Regions from separate parts of the Mus musculus genome. Here region 1 is linked to region 2. A link is a contact called in public Hi-C data. All regions are on one chromosome and are shown on one strand. Each heading gives the region's core, a stretch centred on a gene start, on an enhancer-like site or on the middle of the called end of the contact. The rest is flanking DNA. Distances are from core to core; before and after follow the strand shown. Region 1 has its middle 34 kb from the start of Gm30483. Region 2 overlaps Gm38991 (a long non-coding RNA gene).

Region 1 (3,107 bases), core at 142-2,641, 1.3 Mb after region 2:
AGGGACACTCCCAGAGACATCAGCAAGCCAGCAATGACCCTGCAGAACACCGCACCAGACAAGCTTCTCTTAGCCTCTTGGGCCATGTGTTTAAGCTGAGATGGGCTGCCTAGGTGGGCCCTGTCCTGCATAGACAGAGGGGCATAGCTATCCCCATAACAGCCCTGGAAACAAACAAACAAACACAACACAAAACAAAACCTCCCACAATTCCCATGTGGTAGCAAACACCTTTAATCCCAGGCAGAGGCAGGCGGAACTCTGAGTTTGAAGCCATTTTGCTCTGCAGAGCTAGCTCTAGGACAGCCAGAGCTACTAGCTGTTATTTTTAAATATTGCCCCACCTTAGCAAAAGGGGCTTGCTTACTTATCATCACTTTGGATCTTTTTCTCTTTTTAAAAGAATGTATATTAACTCCATAGGTGAGTGTGTTCTATTTCCCCCTTGACAGCTCTTTCACCCTTCCTTCTTATTCCTTGCTATTATCTATACCCCTTTTCTATTTTTCCTATACATTTTTGTTCTAGATTCCACATGAGAGCCAACATTGTATATTTATTTGTATCTGGCTTATTTCACTGACCATGACAACCTCTGACTTCATCCGCTTTCCTTCTGCAGGGAACGTGTTTCCATTTTCTCTTTATGACCGACTAACACTCTACTGTGTGTGTATCTCACGTGGTCTTTCCCTGTTCTCCTGTTGGTAGGCACCTAAGCTGGCCCCGTGCATCAGCTGCAGTGCAGCAATGGCCATAGGCTTTCAGACATCTCTGTCAAATACGGACTCTGATTCCTTTTGGATCCACACTCTTTTAAACCCACAGAACTTCCTATTGGCTGACTGGTTTTATTCTCAACTCGTAGGAGGTGCTAGTGTGCCCTATTTACAGGTGGATAAACAGAGGCCTGGGGTGCTGGCATGCAAAGCAGACAGGCCAAAGATCTGAGCTAGCAGCTGTGTTTCAGCCCCCAGCCTCCCTGGAGGGAGGCGGCCAGAGTACACATGGGATCAGAGATCTTTCTAGAAGAAAGGTTTCTTTGATAGCAGCTGCGCTGACTCCGTGGGGAGTAGACTGTGTTTAAAGGCCAGGACTCCCCTCCGCCCTCCCTACCCTCACAGATTCTTACCACTCCACTCCAATTAAAAACAAAGGAACAAAAATAACTGCGCCGGCAGTTACTGTACGCCGGGACTTCACAGGCACACACTCCCTTGTGGGTACACATTTGTTTCCTCCACTCCGGAGGGAAGACTCTGAGGTCCAGAGAAGTTGCTAAACTGCCCTGAGGTCATGCGGACCAGAAGAGTGGGTCCGGGATTTGGAGTCTGCACCCCGGGGAGCCTGTAAGCGGCACCAGCTCCGTCCACCCTTCCCTGTGGGTGCAGTCACATGATTAAAATGCCAAGACTTAGTTCCCCAATCAGAATTCAGGAGCCCGCCAAGGAGGTCAGGTCATTAGTGTTTATACAATCACCACGGAAGAATTAAGGGAGAGAGAGAGAGAGAGAGAGAGAGAGAGAGAGAGAGAGAGAGAGAGAGAGAGAACGACTCAGCACGCCTTCCTGCATACAGTTCTTTGAAACCTTCCTAAAATGAAATTAAAAGTTGGCCCTATGTGATTTATTTTTTCAATCTGAGAATCTAAACAAATGATCCCGCTTCTAGGTACATCTATCAAAGGATCTCTTCCACAGCTGGGGCCGGGGCGGTGCTGGGGCCGGGGGCCAGGGATGGGGGGTGGGGGTGGAGGGGGGTGCCGGGGCTGGGGGGTGGGGTGGGGGACTGCGGATGCTATTAGTGCTTCCAAGGCAGTTTCACCGCAGATTAAAGAAACCAGGGGTGTGGGCAGGGGGGGGGTGGTACTGGGGGGGGGATTGGCAGCCATAGTGAGCTGTATGCCTACTTGACCTAGGACGCAAACCTGTTGTACTTTCCAGAAGGGACCAGGGCACTATTTCCCTGTAACGTGCTTTTCATATGGAACTCTCCCTTCGCTGTAAAGATCTGTCTTTAATAGTGCTGTCCTAAAACGCAGCCTATTTTTCAATTCCCTGATCGCGGACATATAGATTTTTATAGTGTCTGCAAGCGAGCATTAACGTTAATCCTGCCTTGCCCCTTTGTGTTCCGTTAATGTCACAATCTGCTGTAAAGCCTTGCCAAGTTTCTTAACTGTCATGTTAATTCCTAGACCTAGTCTGCACTCTTTGACATTTCAGGACAGAACAAGGCAGTAAAAATAGATTAGAAACAGCTTAGAAGTATTACAAAAAACCTAGAACTTTACAGATGGTGGGATCAGGCCTGCTGCATGGAAATCTAGCAAGCCCGGACATAATAATATTAGGAGAGGCTATTTCTCTCTAAAGTAAATATTTAGAAGGGCCTTAGAACGCTGGCTAGGGCATGCGCACAGGCTGCTATGTTATGTCCCTTTAAGTAACTTACAGGGTGTTTAGGCACCATCCTGAGAATTTTAGGCTTCAAAGGTTTCTCTCTCTCTCTCTCTCTCTCTCTCTCTCTCTCTCTCTCTCTCTCTCTCACACACACACACACACACACACACACACATCAATAAAAGAATAGAGAGCAAGAGGTGGATTTTATTCATAATCAGTTCAAATATCACATGAACTATTGGTGTGTGTGTGTGTGTGTGTGTGTGTGTGTGTGTGTCTGACTGTATTTTCCCAAGTGAGGGTGAAGGCATTACTGTACTGTACTTTAGACGATAAAAGACACCACTTTGTGCTAAGAAATCTGCACGAGGGGCCTGGAAACCGGATCCTGTTTTCTGAAACTGATTGTGGAGGAGCAAGCTGTTTAAAAAGTGCACTATCCATTTCAAAGGGAGAAGACGGAGTTAGGGTTAAATGTGTTTTTCTTTCCACACCCCCCCATCACCACCACCAAAGGGAAACTATTTCTTAAATTTAAAAAGAAAGAAAGAAAAGAAAGAAGGGCCAGCCCTCCCTCTCCCCTTGAAGGACTTATTTCCCTCTCCCTGGTGGAGCTGTTTGAATAGCCCCCGTCCTTGCCAAACCCCACCCTCGGCTCTTTTCTGTGTTCTTTTCTCATTATCTGTCCAGTCATTTTCCCAC
Region 2 (2,901 bases), core at 267-2,766:
AGAAAAGAGATTTGAGGAATGACATGTGGAGAGAATTAGGCAGAATCAGGTGTATGAAATCACTTTTTTTTTTTTCAGACAGGGCTTCTCTGTATAGCCCTGGCTATCCTGGATCTCACTTTGTAGACCAGGCTGGCCTCAAACTCAGAAATCTGCCTGCCTCTGCCGCCACCACGCCGGGCTGCAATCAGACATTTTTAATAGCCTCATTATCACATATACTACCAGCCCCAAAGCAAGGAGTATTCTGGGATGAATGAGATTGAGGTTTCTGTCTGACTACAATAAAGAATTATAGAATGCGTATTCTATCGCTACCCCACCAAGTCCTTCAAAACATGGTGGGGGGGGGCACAGATAATTTTCTTTCTAGAACTATTTTATTCCTTTAGATCAACCTGATTTGAGAGCGAACACCCAGCACCAAGGATTTTGTTCTGTCTGATTTTTCAGTGTCTGGCTTGCCTTACAAAGATGCATGTACTTGGTTTGAACATTAGGCCTTTAGGGTGTCTCGTATGGTTTAAGTCTGAAATGTACCCCTCAAGTTTATGTTTTGAATACCCAGTCTCTGATTGGTCATGTTGTTCTGAAGGCTGTGGAGCCTTTCTGAGGTGGGATGTAGCTGGTGGAAGTAGGACAGTAGACTAGGCCCCTGATAGCCATACATACTTCAATTTTTCATCTATAGTTTCGGCTTTCTGGTCTACCTCTCTGCCTTCTCCAACACATTGACCTAAAATCTGTCTGTAACTACAAGTTAAAATGTTTTTTTCCCTTTCTATTGTGTCTCTCAGGTATTTGTTCACAGTGACAAAGAAATAACTGATACAAGGTCTTTTAACCAAAATAGTGGGTTCTCTTGGACATCCGAAGAAAACTAGTGAATCACATATGAATGGCAGGTTACCCCTACTCATTAGTTGAGGCATCATGGCCTTGGGTTAGCTAATCTTGGATGGTTGGGTAGAGAGGAAGTATAGTTTAGTTCATGACTAGACTTTCCATTCCCCCATCTTTCAATTAATATGGATTCCTAAAGTGAACATGTAGATATAAGTAATTAGGGCATTATTAATATTTGTTCTGTTGTTGAAGAATTATCTTTCTGTTTTCTTTCTTTTTGTGGTTATGGTCAAATCGCTAGGGCAGTGGTTCTCAACTTTCTCAATGGTGTGATCCTTTAATACAGTTCCTTCTCTTGTGGTGACCCCCTCAACTATACAATTATGTTCTTTGCTATTTCATAACAGTGATTTTGCTACACTTATGAATCACAGTATAAATACCCAATATGTAGGACATATGGCATGGGACCCCTATATATGGGTCTTTCGACCTCTAAAGGTGTCAAGACCCATAGATTGAAAACCACTGCTCTAAGGGATTCTGAACCCAGCCCACGGTGGTGTGCAAAGACCTCACAGGAAGCAACCACCTTGAGTTTCCAGCCGCAGCTGTTATAGTTCCCAGCTCCCAGGGCCTCACCCCTCCCCAACCCCAGTCTCTCTAACACCCAGTAGATAATCTTTTAAGTCACACTCACTGCACACTGGCCACACACTCTGACAGTGAAACTCGAGCTTCCTTGGGGCTTGCTTCCGTGACCGAACAAAGCACTTGTCCCCCCTCTCCAGAACTGGTCTCCTTATGCGTTGACCTTTGAAGCTGTGTGCTCAGTAGTGACTCCAGTTTTGCTTGGTTAAACATGGAAAAATGTTCCTCTAGATCGAAGCAGCTCCCCATTTATTTCAGAGCATCCTGTCGCTGACGTAATGCCGCCTGGTTTATGGCCTCATTGCTCTGTGTTTGGAGTTGAGTAATGCCTGCTGGTGCACCAGGCACCGCCTACGTAACCACAGGAAGGGGTAACATCCCATGGGCCTCCCAGGCATCTGCTGGGAAATTGCTTCTTTGGTGCCAGACAAATGAATGTTTTGCATATTTCTCACAAAAAGAGAAGGGTTGTGAGGCGGAGGTTAACATAACAATCTTCTCTTATTACAGTGATTTATGTGTGCATAACTTCAGCAGTGGAATGTCATCTCGGAGGTCTTTAATTGGCAGACTTTGGGGACCACAGAGGGAGATGACAGAGTGTGCTCTGAAGAAATAAGAGTGTCGGCTGCCATTCCCAGTGCGGCCCCACAGAGGAGGTCTCATAAATCTCGGGAGTAGTGGGGGGATAGCAGTCAACTTTTAAACTTTTTATTAACCTGATATCTGCTAATGAAACACGAAGAGGATCATCTTCAACCTTAGCCGATTCGGATCTCACGACACGTCAAATGACTGCCTACGGTTTTTGAGACAATCAAATGCAGATCTTCTGGTAACTTCTACTCAAAGACACCAACGCTGCGATTTGCAGTCTTTATGACTTCAATGAGTCACCCAGTCCTGTCTTGCTATGTGGAATATGATTGTATGTTTTTAAGAATGTCAACAGATGTGTTTTCTGTTCATGAACCTCATCTCGGGCCTTGGATAAAGGGGCCATTTTGAAATGGAATCACAGCTGCTTTTGGCCTCAGGATGCGGCTCAGAGAAGTCTATCCATGCAAGGTGTGACTGGCCTTTTAGGAGGCAGGGTGAGGTTCTGGAAGGAATGGAGAGTGACCTCTGTGACAAGATGACTCCGGTATCTGTGTCACTTGTAGGAAAGTTGAAGTCTTTCTGAATGATGGATGTCTCTGCGAACATCTGTGCTAACAGTGTCCAAGAGGTCAAGTGCCAGGCCTTAAACTCTAGCACCTGTGCTAGAGCCAACCCCAAACTGTGGGCCAACCTATTTCGTGGGCCATTGGGCTTTTGAGAAAAGACTGACAATTTACATCTTTGCATTTATTTTCAAAATTGCAATGTCTTTAGGCAAGGGCTCCCCAGAAGCAAACCCCATTG

What was found. Hi-C and Micro-C count contacts between places; a contact is called where the count stands out from the background.
Region 1: a contact with region 2 is called in a Hi-C map of muscle stem cells, with 3 times the contacts expected there. The contact joins two enhancer-like sites. A contact is called at or near these places in 2 of 484 Hi-C or Micro-C datasets (both in muscle stem cells), 1 of 115 datasets of contacts at active chromatin or transcription factors (fibro-adipogenic progenitors) and 1 of 9 other capture datasets (embryonic stem cells).

The regions. Positions count from the first base shown.
Region 1 is chr7:37,360,905-37,364,011 of GRCm38.p6, forward strand. It overlaps a transcript of Zfp536 not described here. Among named protein-coding and RNA genes, the nearest start is that of Gm30483, 34 kb to the left of the region's middle. Within about 2 kb of position 1,392, at least 76 of the 459 cell types and tissues checked have an H3K27ac peak or open chromatin away from gene starts, as enhancers often do. A contact at or near this core is called in muscle stem cells, where this site is marked.
Region 2 is chr7:36,093,850-36,096,750 of GRCm38.p6, forward strand. It overlaps Gm38991 (a long non-coding RNA gene), which reads left to right. Exons shown (of 6, transcript XR_881969.1): 5 at 2,008-2,901. Among named protein-coding and RNA genes, the nearest start is that of Gm38991, 19 kb to the left of the region's middle. Within about 2 kb of position 1,517, at least 48 of the 459 cell types and tissues checked have an H3K27ac peak or open chromatin away from gene starts, as enhancers often do. A contact at or near this core is called in muscle stem cells, where this site is marked.